Linked DNA regions of Mus musculus: all the other regions are linked to region 1. A link is a contact called in public HiChIP or PLAC-seq and promoter capture Hi-C data. All regions are on one chromosome and are shown on one strand. The core of a region is the stretch at or near the end of the contact, and the rest is flanking DNA. Distances in the headings are between cores, read along the strand shown. Region 1 holds the start of Mllt1 (myeloid/lymphoid or mixed-lineage leukemia; translocated to, 1). Region 2 holds the start of Zfp119b (zinc finger protein 119b). Region 3 holds the start of Sh3gl1 (SH3-domain GRB2-like 1). Region 4 holds the start of Ubxn6 (UBX domain protein 6). Region 5 holds the start of Tnfaip8l1 (tumor necrosis factor, alpha-induced protein 8-like 1). Region 6 holds the start of Mydgf (myeloid derived growth factor). Region 7 holds the start of Dpp9 (dipeptidylpeptidase 9).

The links. Promoter capture Hi-C pulls out the DNA fragments that hold promoters and counts their contacts. HiChIP or PLAC-seq counts read pairs in DNA pulled down with a chosen protein or histone mark.
Region 2: a contact with region 1 is called in an H3K27ac HiChIP or PLAC-seq map of microglia, with 4 times the contacts expected there. The contact joins the promoter of Zfp119b here to the promoter of Mllt1 in region 1. A contact is called at or near these places in 2 of 39 promoter capture datasets (embryonic stem cells and hippocampal neurons) and 1 of 115 datasets of contacts at active chromatin or transcription factors (microglia).
Region 3: a promoter capture Hi-C map of pre-B cells shows a contact between it and region 1, with 4 times the contacts expected there. The contact joins the promoter of Sh3gl1 here to the promoter of Mllt1 in region 1. A contact is called at or near these places in 3 of 39 promoter capture datasets (cranial neural crest, liver and pre-B cells), 1 of 484 Hi-C or Micro-C datasets (liver), 2 of 115 datasets of contacts at active chromatin or transcription factors (astrocytes and pancreatic cancer cells) and 1 of 9 other capture datasets (liver).
Region 4: a promoter capture Hi-C map of pre-B cells shows a contact between it and region 1, with 6 times the contacts expected there. The contact joins the promoter of Ubxn6 here to the promoter of Mllt1 in region 1. A contact is called at or near these places in 5 of 39 promoter capture datasets (the C10 cell line, cranial neural crest, hippocampal neurons and 2 more), 1 of 484 Hi-C or Micro-C datasets (muscle stem cells), 2 of 115 datasets of contacts at active chromatin or transcription factors (astrocytes and large pre-B cells) and 1 of 9 other capture datasets (liver).
Region 5: a contact with region 1 is called in a promoter capture Hi-C map of pre-B cells, with 4 times the contacts expected there. The contact joins the promoter of Tnfaip8l1 here to the promoter of Mllt1 in region 1. A contact is called at or near these places in 4 of 39 promoter capture datasets (cranial neural crest, hematopoietic stem and progenitor cells, liver and 1 more).
Region 6: a promoter capture Hi-C map of pre-B cells shows a contact between it and region 1, with 5 times the contacts expected there. The contact joins the promoter of Mydgf here to the promoter of Mllt1 in region 1. A contact is called at or near these places in 2 of 39 promoter capture datasets (liver and pre-B cells) and 1 of 115 datasets of contacts at active chromatin or transcription factors (memory CD8 T cells).
Region 7: a promoter capture Hi-C map of pre-B cells shows a contact between it and region 1, with 4 times the contacts expected there. The contact joins the promoter of Dpp9 here to the promoter of Mllt1 in region 1. A contact is called at or near these places in 3 of 39 promoter capture datasets (cranial neural crest, liver and pre-B cells) and 3 of 115 datasets of contacts at active chromatin or transcription factors (bone marrow-derived macrophages, large pre-B cells and pancreatic cancer cells).

Annotation. Positions count from the first base shown.
Region 1 is chr17:56,933,656-56,936,824 of GRCm38.p6, reverse strand. Mllt1 (myeloid/lymphoid or mixed-lineage leukemia; translocated to, 1) reads left to right here and starts at 1,437. Exons shown (of 12, transcript NM_022328.2): 1 at 1,437-1,562. The coding sequence starts at 1,551.
Region 2 is chr17:55,943,811-55,946,979 of GRCm38.p6, reverse strand. Zfp119b (zinc finger protein 119b) reads left to right here and starts at 1,721. Exons shown (of 4, transcript NM_146249.4): 1 at 1,721-1,808. The coding sequence starts at 1,806.
Region 3 is chr17:56,035,214-56,038,382 of GRCm38.p6, reverse strand. It overlaps Sh3gl1 (SH3-domain GRB2-like 1), which reads left to right and starts at 1,746. Exons shown (of 10, transcript NM_013664.3): 1 at 1,746-1,968. The coding sequence starts at 1,924.
Region 4 is chr17:56,073,449-56,076,617 of GRCm38.p6, reverse strand. It overlaps Ubxn6 (UBX domain protein 6), which reads left to right and starts at 1,592. Exons shown (of 11, transcript NM_001379361.1): 1 at 1,592-1,782. The coding sequence starts at 1,700.
Region 5 is chr17:56,161,020-56,164,188 of GRCm38.p6, reverse strand. It overlaps Tnfaip8l1 (tumor necrosis factor, alpha-induced protein 8-like 1), which reads right to left and starts at 1,698. Exons shown (of 2, transcript NM_025566.3): 1 at 1,583-1,698.
Region 6 is chr17:56,182,287-56,185,455 of GRCm38.p6, reverse strand. It overlaps Mydgf (myeloid derived growth factor), which reads left to right and starts at 1,536. Exons shown (of 6, transcript NM_080837.2): 1 at 1,536-1,717; 2 at 2,741-2,791. The coding sequence starts at 1,565. It also overlaps a transcript of Tnfaip8l1 not described here.
Region 7 is chr17:56,217,397-56,220,565 of GRCm38.p6, reverse strand. It overlaps Dpp9 (dipeptidylpeptidase 9), which reads left to right and starts at 1,677. Exons shown (of 21, transcript NM_172624.3): 1 at 1,677-1,825; 2 at 3,105-3,157.

The sequences.
Region 1 (3,169 bases), core at 188-2,687:
AATTCTGTATCCCAAGGTCTAGTTGCCCCCAAGGAGGAGATCCTCACATACCCCAAGTGATGCTACGTATGTAACCTAGCCTCCCAAGTCAATTAGTCAATAAAAGGCTAAAGCCTGTGACTGGGCAATAGATAGAGGTAGGCAGGTTTTCAGTTACCTGGCTGGAGGTTGCAGGTAGAGAAAGGAGACTAAGAAAGACAGGGAAACTGGAGGAGGCCGCCACGAGAGGAGATGGACCATAAGCATGTGGCCAGGAAAAACAGCACGTCACAAGGGACACATGGGCAGGGATGTAAGTTAGAATAGCTCCAAACTAGTTCCAAACTAGAATAGCTGCACAACCTAGACTTACGGTTTGTAAATAAAATACCTGGATTGTGTGTGTGTCTTTTATTCAGGTTAGCAAAAATTTGTATTGCCTTTTATATCCAAGTTCTAGGATGATAGACATGTATCTCTGCACTTGGCTTATAGAGTCTTGAGGCTAGAACCCAGGGCTTCATCGTTCTAGCAGAGTGCTCTACCAATTATGCCCCAGCCTTGGCCTTCAAGTAAAAAAGTGAAAACAGAGCTGTGGGTGTAGTTCAATGGCGGGAGCCCTGAGTTCAATCCCCAGTTGTCAGTATCCACAGTCTACGGTTGACTACTGACTACCGTTCCTTTCCCTGCGTTGAATGAATGAGACCGCTGATCATTTAGAATGGCTCCGTTTCAGATGTGCACTGTAACAACCACAGAAAGAAGAACCACCTCCGACAAGTTTTTTTGTTTGTTTTTGTTTTTTAAAAGCTTACATTTTAAATGGTGCGTGTCTGTGTGCGAGCGCTAGCACCTGTGTGCAGTGCTTGAGAAGGCCAGAAGAGGTCACTGAAGTCACAGGCTGGTTTTTTACAGATGCACAACCCTAGCCTTTGCAAGGAGAAGTGGGCTGAACCCGCTGGCTTTACAGGATCCAGACCGGTAAACTAACCACCGGCGCTGTCACGCAGGAGCACCGAACATCGCCAGCGCTCCCTCCCTCCGCAGGGCTCGAACTTAAACTCTTAGGGCCTTTTTAGGGACGTCCCCTCTAGAGCCGCTCCCGGGGCGCAGTGCGCAGGCACCGCGCCACGGCCTGGCCCAACCCCTCCACGTGCGGCGCACACCTCGCGCCGCTCAGCAGAGCTCGCCTCGCGCCTCCTTCACTCCCTCCGCCCGCCCCCCTGCGGCGCCGGCTTTCTATTGGCTGACGGCTTCGTCGTTCTGACTGTCGCCCGGCGGGCCCCCACCAGCCCGGAAGTCCCGCCCCACGCGCGGGTCTCTGGCCTTCTGACAGGCTCGGAGGCTTGTCCATCGGCGAGGCCGGGCCCGAGTCGGCGGCTGGGGGCCCGCGGTCGCTGAGCCGCCCGGGCTGGCGGCGGTTTCCGGTTCAGCGCGGCTGGCGGGCGGGCGGGCGGCCCGGAACGGCGGCGGCGGCGGTGCGGCCCCCGACAGACAATGAGAGCGGCGGGGCGTTGCTGAGCGGCGGCAGCGAGAGCGACGCGGGCCCGGGGGCGGGGCGGGCGCCAGTCATGGACAATCAGGTAAGAAGCCTCCGCCCGGGACTGGCCTCCCGCTGCCCTGCGCGGCGTTGTGGCCGGCCCTGCGCGCACACCGCCCCGTGGGCACCGAGTTTGCGCGCGCCCACCCGGATGGGCCCTTCTCCAGCCACTGCGACCCCGGGGCGTCCTTCCCCCATCGCCATCTCGGGATGCCCCTCCTCCACTGTGACCCACGTACCCCTCCCCCATCGCGACCCCAGGTCTGGTGCAGAACCCTTTGGGATCTAACTCAGCACCCCAGTGCCACCCACTCCACACTGGGGAATTCTCTGCCAGCGTAGTGTATCCACACCGCCGCGGCATCTTGAGGGACTCAGCCTGGCTCAGAGCCCCGTGAGACACCCCTTAGAATCCCGGAGTACCCCCTGGGCATCATACAGGAGCTCAGGGCTTCAACACCTTAGGAACTCCATCTCATTCCAGAGTCCCCGGAGGCGCCCCTTAGGAATCCAGTTTACACACAGACTCCTGAAGTGTTTATCAGGATCCCAGGGATTTAGCGCCCTGGGCATCATCACAGCCTGGAACCCTTTGGGATTCCCCTTAGAGCCTTGGTACTACCTTAGCACCCTGGGGATCTCCCGCCTGGTCCACAGCTCTCCAGGAAGACTTTTGGAATCCTATAGCCACTCACAGCACCATGGGGATCCCGTCCTGGCCCCACATCCCCTGGGAAATCATTTAGAATCCCAGTAGAGAATGGAACCCATTGGGATTACAAAGCCACCCAGTCTAGCCGGGAACTCACGTCCCTTATGAATCCAAATCTAGCCAGACTCCCTTCAGAACTCCAGTACACCCCACAGCTCCTGGCATCCTTGTATGGCCCAGAATCTTTGGAAACATGTCTCAGAACTTAAGTGGGTCTTCCAGCCCCTGTGGTCCCTAGCATGAATCAGACTCTGTGGAGAGTCTACACAGAGTCCCCACAGACAGGGCTAGTAACTTTAGGATGCCCCCCCTACATATCCTCTTAGATGCTACACCACCCCAAATAGGGCCTGAGCCTCAATCTTTTTTTGGAAGATTCCTTCTTCCTGGGCCCATGACCCCAAATCTCCCCAAACTCCAGGGAATACCCCCCCCCCAACCAGGTGCTAGCTTCAGGTCTGTTTTGAATGCTCTCTGCCCAGCCACACCCTCTCTCCATCTAAGACACTCACTTCAGTTCACTTTTCCCAGCCTCTTGGGTAGCCTGCCTCCTCTACCTCTTCCCCTCATGTCACCCAGCTCTGTACCATGTGAGCTCCTCCCCATCTTCTTTAGATTCCCCTCACCCAGGGTCACATCCTCCCCCTTCCCTTCCAAAGACGGAACTTCCAGGGGTACCAGTCCTGGGAAGGTGTGGGGCTGTGGGGGTGGCAGCTGATGGCTTCCTCTGCTGTTGGTAAGGGCAGGTTGGGTCATCCCTAGCTGCTGGCACCATGGAGGCGGCTTTGTCTAGTTTGGCCATGTGGCTGTTAGTTTCAGATACATCGGTAGGGACCTCCTGTGTGTCCCACTATCTATGACCTAGGACCACTGGGGCAGGTAGCAGGCATAGCTTTTTTGTCCCTGGTGTGCCTGACTTGCTGCTAGTGAATAGGCTG
Region 2 (3,169 bases), core at 472-2,971, 990 kb after region 1:
TCTTGACTCTAAATGCATGTGAGAAATTAGCAATTTGTGTCGGCCTTTTTTCAAAAGGTAGTTTAGCTAAAGGTGTTTCAATTATGGTTTTAAAAAAAATCAACTTTTGGTGCCATTAGTAGTTTATTATTCCCTATCATGTAGCTGTCATCTCCAATCTCTCCTACTCTTTCTTTCTCAGCACTAGCTGTCCATGAATTGATTCTTGGGTTCCTATTTTCATATGTGTTTTTGTTTAGGTTGGAGGTGGGTCTTTGGGGAGCTAGGCCTATCCAAGGCTTTCTCAGATGCCCCGATGAAAGCACCAAGGGATCATTGCTTTTGTGACCTCTCCAAGAGCAGACTTGGGAAGGTCTGGTCTGGTGCTTGGGCAAGCATCTTGAAGGAGTCAAAGGAACCACGGTCTTCAGTTATCAGTCTCATGGGTATCAGTCTCATGGCCAGTGTGTGCTCACTATGAGGTATCTATCCTGTGTCCTTCTAGCCAACATTGCTAAATTATCTTTCTGCTGACTGTCTCATTCTCCACCTATAGTGTATCAGAGCTGTATATCATCTGAAAAAACTTGCTTAACATGAGCCATCATGTTATGCAAGACATAGTGACCCCAAACTTTCTATTTTTGTCTTCTCCTCCCAGGTTCTCACCCTGGTCACCTCCCCTTTGGGGGCCAGAATAGTTGGTGTTTGGGTTCATAGACCAAGCTGGTTTAAACTTTTTTTTTTTTTGTGAGACAGGATTGCTTTGTGTATCCCTCCCTGGCTGTCCTGGAACTACTCTTTATACTAGGCTTAAACTTTTGATGTCCTGACTCCATTTCCCAAGTGCTGGCATGATGAGCCAGTGCAACCACTAAAGGCTGGGAATGTGTGTTTTGGCTACCAGTGTTTAACTGAGAGAAGTGTGAGCAATTTAGATGAGTCTTTTTAAAAAATGGTTGATGCCCGGTGAATATCAACCAGGAGGTTTAAATTTGACCTGGATAGTCTGGGTGCCCTTTTGGCTGTGAGGCAGGTGGATCACTCCACTTGAGGTTGTTTAGTGATCTGTGTATGCTAGAGACCTTGTGCCTAGATTAAATAGCCTCCTGGGTGCAGCAGAGCAGGGACGACTGCAGTCCTGCTGTTAGGAAACATTATATAGTAAGGTGAAGTAGCTTTGGCAGATCGAGCCGAAGTGTGTCCTGAGAAATTACGCCATGCATCTGGTGTAAAAAAACTTTATTGGGGGTGGGGGTTGGGGGACTGAGGTCCTGGGGAAGGGACAGAGGCAGAGAAGTGGACATGACAGACAGAGAGAGAAAGAAGCGCACACGGGGAACAGAGAGACGGCCTGCTGAGTAGGGAGAGAGCTCCGGTGGCTTAGGTGGATACATTCATCCTGAAACAGACCGGGCGCGCCTGGTGGCATCAGCAAATGATGGCATCTGATGACAGAAGTCTCTGCTAGGTCCCCGAGAGTAGGTTTGTGGACCTGCCTGTACGCTAACAGGCGCAAGTTCTGTGGCGATATGTCCCTGTCTCTCCGCGTCTGGGACAGTTCTGTGCCTGAGCGGAGACCAGGACTGGGAACCACTGTGCTGTGACACTTCACAGCCCTCGGTGTCTAGGGGAGCTGTCACTCATTCCTCACTAGCCAATCACGGCCGCATGGATCCGCTAGCCAGAATGGGGAGAGCACTTCCGTTCCCTAATACTAAAGGTTCGGGCTCGGGTCTGAGGGAGGCTCTTGTGGTTCTGTGTCCTGGTCTGCCACCCGCTGCCGGGAGCTGTGAGGAGAGCGGGGCGAGCTCGGTCTCCACGCCATGGTGAGCGGGGCCGCCGTCCCCACGCGGGGAGGAGCCGCGGGAGACTGTGTTGGGTTCCTCCCGGGGTGCGGGAACCGGCGGTCAGACTCGCCGCCCGGCGTGATTGCGTTTGTTCACCTGAGGTCCCTGCACCTCCGGAGCGGAAGCGCGACGTCTGACTTCGATCCCGGGCTGCGCCTGCGCAGAGTGTGGGGCGCGGGTCCTGGAGTGAAAACATCCTTGTTGCTGACGTCACCATGCAGTGAGCGCCTCAGCTGCTTTTCCTGTGTCCAGGGAAGGCAGATATGCTGACATGGAGAACCCTAGTTTCTCCGGTGTCTTCTACAAGTTCTGCACTTGGCACTTGATGTTCAGGAGTAGGATCCGTCCGCAGTTAGCTCTGTGCAGATGCAAAGTGTTTGCCATCGACACAGACTTGTAGATGCCTTGACCGTCCAGTAACGTGTGTTAGTAAGGCCAGGCTCACTGGGTTTCCTGGTCTCTTTCATCAACATTTACTCTATTTTACTTGTGTATTTTTTTTTTTTTCTGTCTAAGTTTGTTCTCATGTTCTGTTGATCTCTATTCTTTCCCAGGAAGTACTGTGCAGGCAGGTTTTTCCGGTTCCCTGAGAGAACTGGGTGGGGAGGGAAACAAGGGATAATACAGAGAAAAGATACATACTTAGATCTGAGTTTGGTCAGGCAGTGGTGGCGCACGCCTTTAATCCCAGCACTTGGGAGGCAGAGGCAGGTGGATTTCTGAGTTCGAGGCCAGCCTGGTCTACAGAGTGAGGTCCAGGACAGCCAGGGCTACACAGAGAATCCCTGTCTTGAAAAAGCCAAAACCAAACCAAACAAAAGAACAACAACAAACAGAAAAAACATAACAAAAAACCCCTGAGTTTGCAGGCCTCCAATTGTTTAATCTCTACTTAGACAAGGTAAGGAAGGTTATATTAAGAAAACCTGTATCCCAGCCAAAGGAGTTGTCTCTTCCCTATTTGGAAGAAATATTTTCTATCTTTTGTCTATCTGTCTGCTTATTTTTTTTTCTTGCTGTTTATATTTTCTTTCTTTATTGCAGCTGTTTGAGGTTTTGATGTCAGGTTATCGCTGTGTTTAGTATATGTCCAGTTTTGTGTGTTGATTATTTTTTTCATTCTTGGTTACTTATTTTCATCAGTTTCCTTTGGTATCAAAAATGGTGACACTTTTTATTGGGCATTTGTTGAATTTATAGCTCAAATTCTGCATTGTGATATTTTAGCATACTAGCCAAGATGGCAGCATACTACACAGTTGCTTTCTACTCAAGGTTAGGTCATTTCCTGCTAAGGTGAGGCCATCTTCCATCTTCTCAAAGGTTAAATGTAAAGTGCT
Region 3 (3,169 bases), core at 497-2,996, 900 kb after region 1:
TCCAGACTGGCCGCAAACTCGGAGACCCATCTGCTCTGCTTCTCAGGGGCTTGGGTTAAAGGTGTGTGCATTGCCACACCTGGCATATTCTATATAGTTTTTGAAATTTGTAACAGTTGATAGAAGGGTTAAGGTACATATGTCAACCTGGGGAGACTTCATTGAAGAGATATTGTCTTAGTTAGGGTTTTACTAATGTGAACAGACATCATGACCAAGGCAACTCTTATAAGAACAACGTTTAGGGGGCTGGAGAGATGGCTCAGCGGGTAAGAGCACTGATTGCTCTTCCAAAGGTCATGAGTTCAAATCCCAGCAACCACATGGTAGCTCACAACCATCCTTAATAAGATCTGATGCCCTCTTCTGGTGTGTCTGAAGACAGCTACAGTGTACTTAGATATAATAATAAAATAAATCTAAAAAAAAAAAAACAATGTTTAATTGGGACTGGCTTACAGGTTCAGAGATTCAGTTCATTATCATCCAGGCGGGAACATAGCAATATCCAGGCAGACATGGTGAAGGTGGAGCTGAGAGTTCTACATCTTCATCTGAGGGCTGCTAGCAGAATACTGGCTTCCAGGCAGCTAGGATGAGGGTCTTAAAGCTCACACCCACAGTGACACACCTACTCCAGCAGGGGCACAACTTCTAATAGTGCCACTCCCTGGTCTGAGCATATACAAGCCATCACAGATATCATTCAATTAGAGTCCTCTTTCTGTCTTAATGATGAGAGGAAGCTCACTGCAGGGCTAATGCGCAAAAAAGCAATGATGTCCTATAGCTGGTACATGACAGGAATGAACCAATGGAACTCGAAATAGGAGATAGCTACAGTCTGAGCGAACTATTTTGAAAATATGTTTCTAGTGGGGCTCATTGGTGCACACCTGTGATTTAGCACTTGGGACGTGGAGGAGCTTGGACAGGAGTTCAAGGTCATCCTTGGTTATACAGTAAGTTTGAGGCTTAGCCTGGGTTATGCAATATCTGCTCTGAAATAAAGTTATGAAGAAGGAAATAAAGGACTCTCTTTTCTAGTTGTATCCTCAGCGATTTATTAGAAGGGAGACACTGAAGGAAGGACCCCAGAGAGAAGGCTGGTGGCGTGTTAGCATTTGGGCCTCTGCCGGGATTAAAGGCGTACATGCATCACCACTGGCATACCTCATATTAATTTTTAAGTTATGGGTATATATGTGACCCGGTGTACTTGAGAGCAGTTGAAGGAGGCCAGGAAAGGGCTGTGACCCGGAGCTGGAGTTACAGACAGCTAGCTATGAGCAAGCAGCCTGATGTGGATGCGAGGAACTGAACTCCCGATGTCAGCCAGGGCAGCAAGCACTTTTACCTGGAGAACCAACCGTTCCTCTAGCCCCTAAGATATTCCATTTTACCTCGCTTTGTCTTTATTACACTCTCGCTGGCAAATTCCGCTCCGCTTTCTCCACGCACAAATAAAATATTAATTAATTAAAACTGACTTTTGGCTTTATATCTACTCCTGGACTCTAGAGGGAGCTGCATCATGCGTACACGCGCACGTACACAGATTTCTGGCCTCTCTAGGCGCCCCCTCATCTCGTTGGTGTGGGAGGGTTTCCGCCGTTCCTCCCCCGGCAATGCTCTTTCTGTCCTCCAGGGGGCGCGCACGCGCAGAGAGGCGGAGCGCGCGCAGATGCCGTTGTAGGGTGGGGTGAGGCGATATGGGGGCGTCACCGGAAGTGTGCGGTTGCCATGTAATATCCCGGCCGCGCGTGCGCGCTAGCCGGCCGAGGTGGCTTCGGGGCGGGGGCGCAGAGCTGGCAAGCTGATTTGGCGGTGGCGGCGCCGACCTGCGCGCGGAGGAAAGAAGTCGGTTCGGCGGCGCCGGCGGAAACCGGAGTTCGAGCGGGAGGCCTGACGGCGGCAGGCGGCATGTCGGTGGCGGGGCTGAAGAAGCAGTTCTACAAGGCGAGCCAGGTGAGGCGAGGCCAGGCGATCTGGTCTCGGGCCTGCCTTTGGGGACCGCAGACGAGCCGAGCTGGCTTCCCTTGGGCTAGCGGGGAAGGGGAGACCGGGTCCCCGTGCTTTGAAGAGGGACACCGGGTGTGCGCGTCTAGGCGGCTTTCAGAAAGCTCTGGAGGGCCGGCGAAAGGGCTTCATTGAGAGGGGCTTGCCGCCAGGCTTTACAACGTAAGTTCGATTCCTGGGATCGCAGCATGGAAGGCAAGCCCCCCCCCCCCCAAAGTCTCCAGGCTATGCTTCCGAGACTCTCACCACATAGCCTCAGGCCACAGAAAATGTTTGTCTAGGTTGATATCCAAAAAAACCAAGTCCACACAGGGCTTAAAAAATAATCAGTGTCCCATTCTTCTTTTCCCTCTCCGGTGTCTGTAAGACGGATTGAAAAAAAAAAAACCTAAAAAACCAAAAACAAACATTCTCGCTCACTGGGTGTTATACATCATTAATCCCTGCACACTTGAGGCAGTCAGGTAAGCAGATCTCTGAGTTTGAGGCCAGCCAGGGTTACGTAACATAAGGAGACCCTGTCTCAAAAATGAAAGAAAAATCTCTTGGTAGACACTGTGGCAAGTTGAAAAGAGACAGTGAAAAGTAATTTTCCAGGCTTCTGCAGTTTACAAAATGTGTCAGGTTTGTGTCCCTATTTCTAAAACATATGTATGCTTCTTTGAAAGATACGTTTTTGTTGGCTGTACCATACTATAGATTCCTATAGGTACTTGGTGGTTTGGGTTTAGTGTTTAATCGATCCGATCATGACTCTGAACTGAAATTCTCCTTTCTGGTTGTGTTGACATTCAGGAGTTCTGTAGGGTGGGCATCCTGGCCTCCGTTGTATAAACATTGAGAACCCTACCCCAGGCAGGCAGGCGCTCCTTTCAGACATCCTATAGTGTAATGTCCCTCTGGAACTTTTGGGGGGTTTTTTGAGGCCAAGTTTTGCTCGTAGTCCAGGCTGGCCCAGAATTTTCCATCTTCCTGCCTCTCAGGCGCTGGGATGACAGGATACCTTTGTGTGTTGAAGGTTTTATATTTGCCTTGAACTCCTGGGCTCAAGTGAGCCTGTTCCCTCAGCTCTGTCAGGTTTCTGCTTGAGAAAACCCTTGTTGTCTCATCTCTGTCTCAGTCAGGCCAGAGTGGCCTCATAGTCATTATC
Region 4 (3,169 bases), core at 343-2,842, 860 kb after region 1:
CCATCTCACCAGCCCTGGAACATTTATTAAACATTTCCTGGCTGCCTTTTTTTTTTTTTTTAAGATTTATTTGTTGGCGGGCATGGTGGCGCACGCCTTTAATCCCAGCACTCGGGAGGCAGAGGCAGGTGGATTTCTGAGTTCGAGGCCAGCCTGGTCTACAAAATGAGTTCCAGGACAGCCAGGGCTATCCAGAGAAACCCTGTCTCTCAAAACAACAACAACAACAACAAAAAGGTTTGTTGGGGCTGGTGAGATGGCTCAACGGTTAAGAGCACTGACTGCTCTTCCAAAGGTCCTGAGTTCAAATCCCAGCAACCACATGGTGGCTCACAATCATCCCTAACAAAAATCTGATGCCCTCTTCTGGAGTGTCTGAAGACAGCTACAGTGTACATACATATAATAAATAAATAAATAAATAAATAAATAAATAAATAAATAAACAAATCTTAAAAAAAATTATTTGTATGTGAGTACACTGTTGCTCCCTTCAGACAAACCAGAAGAGGGCACTGCATCCCATTATAGATGATTGGGAGTCATCATGTGGTTGCTGGGAATTGAACTCAGGACCTCTAGAAGATCTTATCCGCTGAGCCATCTCTCCAGCCCACATCCTGGCTGCCTTCTTTAAGGTGCTCCACTCCTCTCTTCACTGTAGCTCTTGGAAACCTGTCTTCCACAGTTCTCATCAAATGCCTCCATTGCTCTCCTCCAGCCATGGGGCTTGTTTCCTTGAAATCACCAGGGTGTCCCATCCTTCAGCTTTGTGCATTTTTGGATCTAATGGTTGGCAAAACTAATAAAATTATTAACAGCCTGGGTAGCCCACAAAGCTGCTTTATCTCTGACAAATTTCACACCAACACAGACGAAAGCTTGCCCATAGGCACTTCAGTTACATGATCCAAAGACCACAATGCCATGCGCATTAGGGTAGAATTACATGCACACAGACAGGGGGTGCAGAAGAGCTCCTGGAATCTCAAGTTTGTGTCCAATGACCCACTTCCCCCCTTCTTTCTAATGAGTGACCATTAACAGTGAAGTATATGATTTTGGGGGTCTCTTGCACAGTCACAGTGATTCTGATCTAGATGATGGCTGTTTTTCACATGAACAGTAGTGTTCTAAAAAGCCTGAGTCCAGAGCATCCAACTTTTTGTTGTGTGTACACACCACACGAGATGGAAGTGTTGGAGGAGATTAAACTCAGCTTTGCACATGTTGAGCAAGCCCTGTACCAACTGCGGTCTCTGCTTTGACCTTGCCTGTACCAATCTCTCTGTCGGCTCCTTCTAGCTTGTCTCTCCCAGAGCAGATTTCAGGCTCATGCACAGTACATTCATACTCATTTTCTCTGTAGTATGGACTGGCCTTGAACTCCTGACATCCACCCTGGTTCCAGTAGCTCTGGGTACTCTTCTAGGCTGCTCGCTGTTTGGATGCTCTCTTTAAGCTCCCCTGGTGGCTGCTGCGGTCTTAAGGGAGGCGAGCCTGTCGCCCCGGCAACGGCGTCCGCAGACAGGAAGATGGCGCCCCGCCCGCGCGAGGTGCTGCAAGGCGATTGTCACGTGAACCAGGCGGGACTTCCGTCGCCGCGATATTTTCTTTCCGGTGGTTGGCCGCCTGCTCCTCATCCACCCGGGCCCTGCGCCCTCCGCCCTGCGGCCCAAGCCGCCGGGCCGCTGCCGCCATGAAGAAGTTCTTCCAGGAAATCAAGGCTGACATCAAGTTCAAGAGCGCGGGGCCCGGCCAGAAGCTTACGGATTCCGCAGGGTATGTGACGCTGGTTGGGCGACGGAGAGGGCGAGGGCCAGGGGGCAAAAAGGGCCGGCGGTTGGGTGTCAGGGTCTTTCTAGGCTATGCTTAGCAGGAGTAGATTGGTGGGTGGGGTGTGGAAGATTGTAAGGCAGGGGCGGAGCCTACAATGAGGGCGGGGCGTTGTAGCAGTGGTGGGCGGGGCAGAAGGGAGGGCAGTTGTGTGGTGTAGCACGGGTGGGCGGGGCGCTAAGGGTAGGCGTGGGCGGTCGTGGCCAGGGCGCGTTGGTCACTGCTTAGAGACTCTTGGTTCTGGGTGGTGAGAAGGGACGGGGCAATGCCCAGAATTTAGCTAAGAGAAGAGCCGCCTAAAGGTGTGGCCTTGGCGAAATGTGGGTAGGAAGGACCTAAGAGAAGGTGTGGGAAGAAGGTCTGTGAGAGATGTTAAGACTTCTTTGTAGGTTGTGTGGTAATCTGGGAGGGGTTGGGGAGTGAGAGAGGATTATAGAAGGATCTTGGAGGAGTGTGGAAACCAGAGAGGCCCAGACCCAGAATGTTGTTGAGTGGTTGGGGTGACAGGTGAAGATGGGATCTCTGTGGGGGCCTTGGCAACTCCGGGTCTTCCAGGAGTACTTTCCTGGAGTTCTTTCCGGAGAACTTTGTGTTCTGGAGAGGGAGGTAAGGCATGTTGGAGCTGCTCAGAAGGGGTGAAGTAGAGATTGGAGACAGCTACAGGCTACCAGGGAGTAGTCTGCAGGAAGTATATGTGGAGGAAAATGACAACCAGCGACTGGGGCTGAATGTGAGGAGAAGGAGGGGCCTGCAAGCCAGGGCTAGAAGGGAGGTAAACACACCAGGGTACAGCTACAAATAGTGGGGCAGTTTCAATGATGAGAGGAACATGGAGGTTCAAAGGATCCTCAGGCCAGAAGTTGGAGGGGATGGTCCAGTGTCCGTGATCTGTGTGTGATCTATAAAAGTAAATGTCACTTTTATTTCCTCAGATGAAGTGATGAGAGCTGCAACCATGCTCTGTGAACACAACACACTGCTTGGGCTGAGCTCAGAGCATTATCCATGTTCTAACAACTATCCCAGGAAGCTTCTAGCATCTGTACAATCTAATTAACCAAGCTGACTAATTCAATTTGGCTTCTCTCAATTTCTCACTGAAGTGCTCTGCTTGGACTCAAACTAAGTCTGGCAGTCTCTTCTAATCTTCTGGTTCCTTCTCATTCTCTCGCTGCAACCTGCCTCTGAACTGCACTGGCAGGCTGAACTGCTTTCAACTCTCTCTCTCTGTGCTGCCTTTTGAGTCCTCTCTTTCCTGACTGTTCTCAGAGTTGGGTGTAATCTATCCCTGACTCATTCTGTCAAATTTTTCTGATTCGTCACTGTCTGCCAC
Region 5 (3,169 bases), core at 449-2,948, 770 kb after region 1:
TTGGCCTGTATGCTGAGTCCCCTCATACGGAATCAGATTTTTGTGAGGTGAGTCCTAGCTTGCCTAGGGCTGAGAGAGTAAACTGAGGGACAAGTCTCTATGTCTCTTCATACCCTCAGGATCCACCACTCACCCATTACGGAACTAGCAGCCCTGGCCCAAGTCTGGCTCACCATGTGTGGGAAGGCCCAGGGCAGGTGTTCTGTGATGACTCTCTTTGTTCTGTTACATTGTACAGTCCCCATGGCCCCGCCCTCATCCCTCCCAGTCACCCACATCCTAGGTGCGGCCCAGATCATGAACTTATTATGTTTTAAAGTTGTCGCTGCCTGTGTTGATCTGCCAGGGTTGTAGAGGGCTCAGCACGCACAAAGGTCTCAAGTGCAAGGACATTCCATGTGGAGAAGAGGCGGCCACTTTGAGGTCCCAGGACAGAAAAACAGGAAGTTTGGCACTCAAAGCCTACATTCCTGTTCTCTCTCTCTCTCTCTCTCTCTCTCTCTCTCTCTCTCTCTCTCTCTCTCTCTCTTTCTCTGTTGGCTGTTGTTTGTTACAGGATCTCTATACATAGTTATGGCTAGCCTGGAACTCACTTTGTAGACCTGGCCTCAAACTTACAGGCATCCACCTGCCTCTATTCTAAGCACTGGGTAAATGGGTAAATGTCCTGGTATATGTTGTGTTTGGGCCGGAACCCAAGGCCTCTTGCTTACTAGGTGAGCACTCTACGCACTGGGCTACACCCTAGGGTCCCTTTTGTTTTAGAGACAGCCTCGGTGTGTAGCCCACCCTGGCTCAGCCTCTCTTTTGTCTGTTTAAGCACCCCCAAGAAGCCTCAGGGAGTCACGAAACAACTGTCCCAAGTCAGACAGGGAAACTGAGGCTTATAATTAAGTTACTTGTTCAAGTGAGTCAGGTTTGTCTGAGCTGTGTCCTAACCCCAAGGCAAGGTGTTCAGAGGCGTCACAGCCTGGAGCTCGGGAAGTGACCCAGAGGCCTGTTTCCAGTTTAGTGTTCCACCCTGTCCCTCTCCAGCCCCGCTGCTCACAAAGGTGACAAACCAGAATATGGTTCTGGAGACAGTGTCTCCATCTCTCTGGCCATCCGCAGCCCATATTCTGGACCCCAGTTTATCCTCCAAACCAACACTGAAAGAGCCAGGAGGCTGCAGACCTGGATCAGGTCACCTGCCAATTATGTGACAGCCACTGTCCCAGTTCCCAGATGGTAAAACTGAGTTCAAGCCCTCGGGCAATGGGAAGCTTGAAGTGCCAGTCCCAGTCAGGGTAACCCTGCACCAGCCAGAGCCACAGTGGGGTCCAGCTGGCTACCTCAGAGAATACCTAGACCATTCTGGAGTCAGGCTGCACACTTGTACAGAGCCAAGTCCATCAAGTGTCCTCTTGAGGACATGTGTTAGGACTATTACAGTAGCCCACAGCAACCTGCTCACAACACCCATGCTCCCACAGTCAGTAATAGGTATACAGAGGAAACTGAGGCGGGATATACAGAGGACGGTGTGGGGATAGGAGGGGACGGAAAGAACCCAGGATAGCCAATGCAGGACCCCATCGCTCACCTGCTCCTCGGGATGTGTCAAGCCTTCAGTTTTCTGTAGGTGCCTCTGTGGGGCCAGAGGCATTGGCCGCTGGATCTGAGCCCGGCCGCTGGCTAGGAGGCCACGCCCCCGAGAAAGGGCTCGCCCCCTCTAAACGCTCACTGGCTCAGCAAATGGTAGCGCACAGGCAGTGTACGAAGGAGCCAATGGCAGCAAGCCTCTGCCAGGAGGTGGGAGGCATGACGCGGGCGTGGGCGAGGGCGTGGTCTGCGGCCGGGAGATTCCTCCGGAATAGCGCCGGCGCTGGGTGCCCAGCGCAAGGGATGCCGTGGCGGGAAAGTGTTGGAAGGAAGAGGAAGGAGACTGAGACAGAGAAAAATGGGGTATACGTGCACCGCGCGACAGAGATCTGAGAGGCCAAAGCGAAGAGAGGCGCCTCCGCGAGACACCTGCATCCCTCTGAGCGGGTCTCAGTTTACCCACTAGGTAGTTAGAGTGTCACCTGGGACTCCCATGACAAATGCACCCCAACATTTGCCTTGCAACAATTTTGGGGTTCCTGAGTACTGCGGAGACTCTCTTTCAGTTGGTGTCTCTGGAGTAAGGGGGGAGGCACTGTGATGACCTCCCTGACAGAGGCCAGACAGGGCCAGCTACCTCCCAGGGGGCAGCTGTGAGACCTGGAAAATCAGTCTGGGAGTGATTCCCACACTCCCACCACCCCCAACCCATCCCCAACACCCCCACCTTACTCCAAACTCCACCCCAACTCAACCACGGGTCTGCACTTCCTGTGCCTGGATGGCCCTGTCACAGCAAGGACACTTGGAAAAGCCTCATCTGCCATCTTCCCTCTTCAGAAAGCCCCCTCAGGTGTTTGCTGACTGCATTCTAACCTTCCTTGCATGAGCCTTAACACACAAAACTAAATCCAGGCTTTTGAGAGATAGAAATTGAGACCCAGAGAAACCTTAAGTGACTTGCCTAGAGCAGCACAGACCCAAGTGGCTTTCCTGATTTCAGATTGTCTGTGCTCTGGGCCAGGAACTTACAAGTTCAGTAGCCATCCCAGCTCTGCCGGGTGCTGAACATGGCCTCTATCTGCTCTGTACCAGGAGCTCACCCTTGTGACAGCCACACAGGACCCTAGACAGAGCTCAGTATCAAAGACAGAGACCACAGCTCTAGGTTTTTCATACCCCAGTATGAGCCAGGGCAATTAGTGTGTTTTTGAGGTGTGTGGGGGGAAGCAGGTGTCACTGAAGCAGGTTTGGGGGCTTCTGATTTTTGAGCACTTAGAGTCTGAGGAACCCACAGATATCATAGGTGTGATAAAGTGGGGATCAAACCCAGCTGTGTGGGTTCAGGGCTAGAGCCTACCCCTCCCACTTGCCTAGAGTCCCGTGGTGAGAGGCTGGGTCGTGGACAGGGTGGAGCCTCTGCCTAGAATTCCCCAGTGAAGCCTTGAGTGGGCTCTTGTGAGGATGTGGACTGTCTTCCCTGGCTCTGCCAGTGTCTCCCTCACCAGGTCCTCACAGAGTCTAGCAGAGGTGCTCTGGTGCGCTTGATCCTCTAGATCAAGTGGGCAAGGGGGCATGGGCGGAGGTA
Region 6 (3,169 bases), core at 287-2,786, 750 kb after region 1:
GAAGCGACATCTCTGTGGGACTGCTGGGGGTGGGGTAGGCTGGGGAGGAGATGAGCCACTGTGGACAGCTCCTGTGAGGGCTGCAGGCTGAGATGTCACTGGTGCTGCCACTTTTGACAGCACTTGTGGGACACTTTACTGCAGCAGCCCATAGGCTGGGGTGGAAAGGAGGACCCCGCCACTACTCTGATGGCTTTTGTGGTGCACCGCTCAGGGACTACAGGAGGACTGGGATGGGGCAGGCTAAGGTGGCATCAGCAGCCATTTGAGAGGAAATGAGGTACTTGTAACTAGATAGAGGATCACTTAGCCGTAGAGTCTAATTTTAAGATACTTATTTTCTGTTGTGCAAGGCTGCTTGCCCCAATTCACATGTAGTGAGAACAGCTTTTAGGAGTCAGTTCTACCACCATCTAGTGACCAGGGCTGAAGTCATGGCTGCAAGCCCTTTACTCACTATTCCATCTCGCTGGCCAGTGGAAAGATGGGAAAATTATTCAGCAGCAGAGGGCTGGCCAGGCATGCTCTAGGTCCGGTAACAGCATAGCAACACCTGTGACCTATAGGAAGCTGCAAAACCGGAAGAATTCACTTTTAAAGTATTGCTATTATTATATTATTTTCATGTCTGTCTGTGTACCACATGCATACCTGGTACCTGCAGAGGCCAGAAGAAGACATCGGATCTCTTGGAAATGGAGTTAAAGTTGTAAAGCACCATGTGGGTGCTGGGCTTCAAATCTTGGTCCTCTATAGAACAGCCAGTGCTCTTAATTGCTGAGCCATCACCGCAGCCCTCACAATAAAATATTTTTGAAAAATATGCCGGGAAGTGGTGTCGCACACCTTTAATCCCAGCACTTGGGAGGCAGAGGGAGGTGGATTTCTGAGTTTGAGGCCAACCTAGTCTACAGAGTGAGTTCCAGGACAGCCAGGGCTACAGAGACCCCCCACCAAAAAAAACACAAAAAACAAACCTTAATACACACACACACACACACACACACACACACACACACACACACACACACACACATATATGTAAAATATGTTACAAAACAAAAAACAATCAACAGGTGGTGGTGGAGGCCTACGCCTTAATCTCAGCACTCAGGTGGCAGAGTCAGGCAGATCTCTGAGTTCCCGGCTAGCCTGGAGAGATTTCCAGGACCTTGTCTCGTCAAAACCAAAAAAATAGGACAAATAAAAGTGAAATAAACCATATTTATTAACAAATGGATAATCTAACAAAATTAAACACTGTCAACCCCCATGTTGTCCTGAAGTGAGTCCGGGAGCCCATTTAAGTGAGATATAAAAATATCCGGGGGGGAGGCAAAAGTTACCTGCAAACTCCAACCCAAACAAGCGCCAAGACGAAGTCGCCCTCCAGGCATCCGCGAGCGTCAATCAGAGGCGCTGTAGTGCATCACGTGCCAAGTCGAGTCCCGCCCCACCATGGCAGCCAAATCGGGCGGGGCGACGTTGTCACCGTTCGGCGCTGACGTGTCCCGCGCGTGTCACTCCACGTTCGCGAGCGCCTGCGCATTGCCCCGGAAGCAAGATGGCAGCCCCCAGCGGAGGCTTCTGGACTGCGGTGGTCCTGGCGGCCGCAGCGCTGAAATTGGCCGCCGCTGTGTCCGAGCCCACCACCGTGCCATTTGACGTGAGGCCCGGAGGGGTCGTGCATTCGTTCTCCCAGGACGTAGGACCCGGGGTACGTGCTAAGCCTCCTGCCCGGGAATCGATGCCTATGGACTTCCGATCAGGTGGTCCTGGAGACCGGGTGGAGTGGCAGAGGCAGGGTTACCTGAAGAAGGGACCTGGCTGCCTCGTCTGTCTTCTGTCAGTCACTCCCTACCTGCAAGGCGACTTCCCCTTGCCCATCTCATTGTAGAAAAGGGAATACTGGTTGATAAGAGCAGCGGATCTAGGGGACTGGCTATACAGGTCGCACGTGGGTTACTCACTGAACCCGGACTAGAGCGGGAGCACCCCCCAAGCCTTACACGAGTCCATCACCTCTCCTTTCAGCGAGCCAGCAGTCAGCCTAGCCTCTGCCCGCCCCAGCTTGGCTTCTGGGACAGCGGTGTCCCTAGTGACCATTTCTTGAGACCATTACTATAGTCCTGTGCTTTCTGGCAGGTTTGTGTTGTGGGCAGGAAGCAGTACAAGCTTGTATCTAACAGGAGCCCCGAGTACTGACCTCATAGGTGATGTTCTAGGGATGATTGCTGAAGGCCATTTGACCTTCCTAGGAAATCACAGTGATTTGAGCAAAGTTCTGAGCTCCTGAGAGGAGAGAGATCTGGTGGCCTCTGGAGGGTGTACTGAGGGATGGAACCTAGAGTCTCACATCGGCAGAGCCAGGGTTCTGCCCCGCCCTAGGCAGGGGCTCCACCCCTGAGCCACATCCCTAGCTCCTCATTAGGGGATTCTAGGTGGGACTCCACCCCTGAGTCACCCTCCCAACCCCTCACTGCTGGATTCTGGACAGGCTCAACCCTTGACCTTCTGGGCAGGGGCTGATGTATATCTCAGTCCTTTTTGATCTGTTTTACATCGGGACAGCACCTTGCTAAGTCACCCAGGCTAGCTTATGTCCCAGTTCCCAGTTCTGCGTCAGCCTCCTGGATACCAGAGATGATGTGCATACAGGACCATGCCCAGTATGCTAGGGTCTTGGTTCTGAGTATTGAGATCTTTGCTCTTCAGCCTCCTTTTATTTCTCCTTCTACAGAACAAGTTTACATGTACATTCACCTACGCTTCCCAAGGAGGGACCAACGAGGTAAGTTCCTCAGGGTGTCACACGACTGGTGTCAAGGGAAAGTGGCCAGACTCCCGAGGCTCTAAAGTCCCAGTCCCTTGAGCCTGAAGGACTTCTAGTTGCCTTGGCTTCCGCCTAATGGAATCAGCAGCCCACAGTGCTGATCCCTGACTCTTAGTCTATGTGTAATCAGTGAGCCACCAGAGCCTGGGACAGTCCTCAGGGCAGCCCGTAAGCTGGCAAGAGGGCCGATACCTCAGCAGCACCCAGGGCATCGAGGTGAACTGTTATGAGGTTAGCTGCCTGTCCCACACACAAGTTAGTTCATTCAGTGGAAATACTGGTGTATCCAGAACCTTGGACATGCATGTTCTGAGCAGAGCTTTCCATAGGAGCAAT
Region 7 (3,169 bases), core at 428-2,927, 720 kb after region 1:
GCACCAGCTCCTGCTTCCTGGCCTGCTTGAGTTCCAGTCCTGACTTCCTTGGAGATGAACAGCAGCATGAAAGTGTAAGCTGAATAAACCCTTTCCTCCCCAACTTGCTTCTTGCTCATGATGTTTGTGCAGGAATAGAAACCCTAAGACACCCTCTTTCTGTCTTTAGTAGTACATGTTCATGTCAAAGGTCTCCACCTCTGAGTGCTGGAGCTGACCCTTGACCCCAGAGGACCTCCTCCCTCCCTCCCCCATCACATAAGTTCATCTTCAAGTTCAAGCAGATGCTGGGGCTTAGGCTCAGTCCCAATCCCCAGCTTCTCATTAACCAGGCATGGTGGTGTACAGTCACCCCAGCACTGGGGAGGAAGAGGCAGGAGTTCAAGATAAATTTTAGCTACATGAGACTCTTCCCCAAAATGGGTGTGAAAAGAAAGGGGTCAGGAGAGAGAAGAGGATGGCTGGAACTGGGGAAGACCAGGAGAGCCGCCAGGCCCTCAGCCACGTCCTGTAATTGTGTAACAAATGGTGTCTCCAGGGAGGGTTCCTGGAAAGGGAACAGGGTTGCAACATCATGTTAAAAATGTAGCTCTCAGGATTTCCGGTCAAAAAGTTAACTAGCTAGGAAGCTAAGTGGGGACACTTCAACAACAATGGAGGATGCTCACTAAATGTCACTCACCAAACAATGGATGCCCTTCTGCAGGAACCCTGTTAGGATAACTTTTGGGGAGTGTGTCTTTATTTACAAAAGCTCTTTAGAGGCTTGAGAGAGGTGGCTCTGCGAGGAGGGGAGTCCATGTCCCAGCACTCATGTGGCCTTAACTCCAGTTACAAGAAATCCATTGTGGGTCTGGAGAGATGGCTCAGTGGTTAAGAGCACTGACTGCTCTTCTGAAGGTCCTGAGTTCAAATCCCAGCAACCACATGGTGGCTCACAACCACCTTTAATGAGATCTGACGCCCTCGAATCTGAAGACTGCTACAGTGTACTTAGGTGTACTTAGATATAATAATAAATTTAAAAAAATTAAAAGGAAAGAAACCCATTGTCCTCTTCTGTCACACTCGCGTGGCTCAGACACAATGCACAGATAAGAAGTAAAACATGAGCCGGGCGTGGTGGCGCACACCTTTAATGCAGAGGCAGGTGGCAGAGGCAGGCGGATTTCTGAGTTCGAGGCCAGCCTGGTCTACAGAGTGAGTTCCAGGACAGCCAGGGCTATACTGAGAAACCCCGTCTCGAAAAACAAAAAACAAAGTAAAACATGGTGTGGGCGAGATCTAGACAGAGCAGGCAGATCTTAGAGTTCAAAGCTAGCCTGATTAAGTGGAGAGTTTCCGAGCGCTGGGATGAGCGGCGTAAGCAATCTGGGACTAGAACCCGGGGCCACCTTTTGGAAGGCAGCTTTCCTAACCACTATTCTACCAATATCTCAGCTTTCTTAGATATTTTTAATAGGTCACTGCAGGGTCGAGCTGGCCAGCAGAACTGGAGCAGGGGTGTCCATCCCGCAGTCCTCTCCCAGACAGCAAGGGGCCACCAGCCTTGCCTTCAGCCCTAAGACGCTCCTGAGCATTGTCCCCTAGAGTTTCACGGACGTTGGTTCTGCCCTGACGTTACCCAATCAAAAGCCTCTGCTTCTGCAGCTCAACTTCCGGGTCAAAGGAGGCGCAGCTGGCGGGTCCCCCCGGTGTCCGCCGCCTTCGCTGTCCCCCCGCGCCCGCCACTTCCGGGCCCTCGTCTTGGGCATGGAGCGTCGCGTGTGAGGCGCCGCCGGCCCCGGGGACGCCCTGCTCAGCTTGTCCTCCGCGCCACGCTCGGGTGAGCAGCGTCCGGCCCCGGCTCGCCGCCTCCCGCCCCGGCCGGCGCCGTCCGCCCGCCTCGGCGCCGCGCGCCCTGTCCTCGTCGTCCCCGCCGCTCTGGTCGCCGCGCTTCGCCGGTTCCGGGCCGCGCCCAAGAGCTGCTGCCGCACCGCTGCGGAGACGCAGCCGCCAGCTTCATCGCAGAGCGCGGCTCAGCCCGGCGTCCGCGCAGCCTCCGCCAGCCTCCGCCAGCCTCGTCTCTGCCAAACCCTCCCTCCCGGCCTCATCCTTCCCAACCTGATCCCCTCAAGCCTCATCCTCTTCCATCTTGATCTTCTAAAGCCGGATCCCCGCAAGCCTGATTCCCCTCCCAGCTTGATCCCTCAAGCCTGATCCCCAAAACTTGATCCGTCCAACTTGTTCCCTCAAGGCCTGATAGTCCAGGTTGACCCTCCTCTCAAACCTGAAATCCTAAAGCTTCATACCCCAAAGCTTGAAACCCGCAGCATGAACCTCTCCAAATGACCCTACCAGCCTGACTCTTCCAAGACTGGTCACTCCCCAAGCCTGATCCTTCACTCAGCCCTTATCCTCTGCCTCAGTTTCCACATTGTCGCATGCCAAGCTTGATACCCTCCCAGACTAAAATCATATCCTCTGTCTCATCCCTTTCCTCCCCGGATTAGCTTGAACCCCCTCAGCTTCCAGCATTCATTCCCTGCATCTTGAGCCCCACCCTTAGGATCTCGGCCTTAGGCCCATCCATCCCCTCCCCATCCACGATTTTGCCCAGCCTTTGACCTCAGCGGCCTTTTTGCTGCCTGTTACCCAGGCTCCCTCGGGAGCCCCCAGGGCAATCACCAACCTGCTTTCGAAGAGTTGGGACTGGTGCCCAGGAGGTGTGGACCACAGTCGCCAGTTCCCTGCTGGGTCCCAGGGAGACCGCACACTGAGGGACACGTCTCTTCCAAGTACAACCCAGGGCATGTTGGCAGCCCCGAGGGGCTGGGAGGCTCAGTTAGAGTCGAACCAGGTAGATAGGGTTAGGCACAGGCGGAGACTCCCGCCCGCATGGAAAGTGAGTGAGAAGAAGCCACACACATCACCGGCCCCTCCATCTTCACCGGCCCCTTCATCCTCACTGGTTCCCCAGTTCACACCAACCACTCCATCCTTGCCAGCCCCTCATCTTCCGCCAACCCCTTCATCCTTGCCAGACCCCATTTTCACCAACCCCTTCATTCTTGCCAGCCCTTCCCATCTGCCCACCTTAACAACACCACATTTGTTCTTCTAAGGTCCGTGCCCCTCGCCTGCAGCTGCCATGGAAGCTCCTTGGACCCTTTAGAAGGTGAGTTGTGCT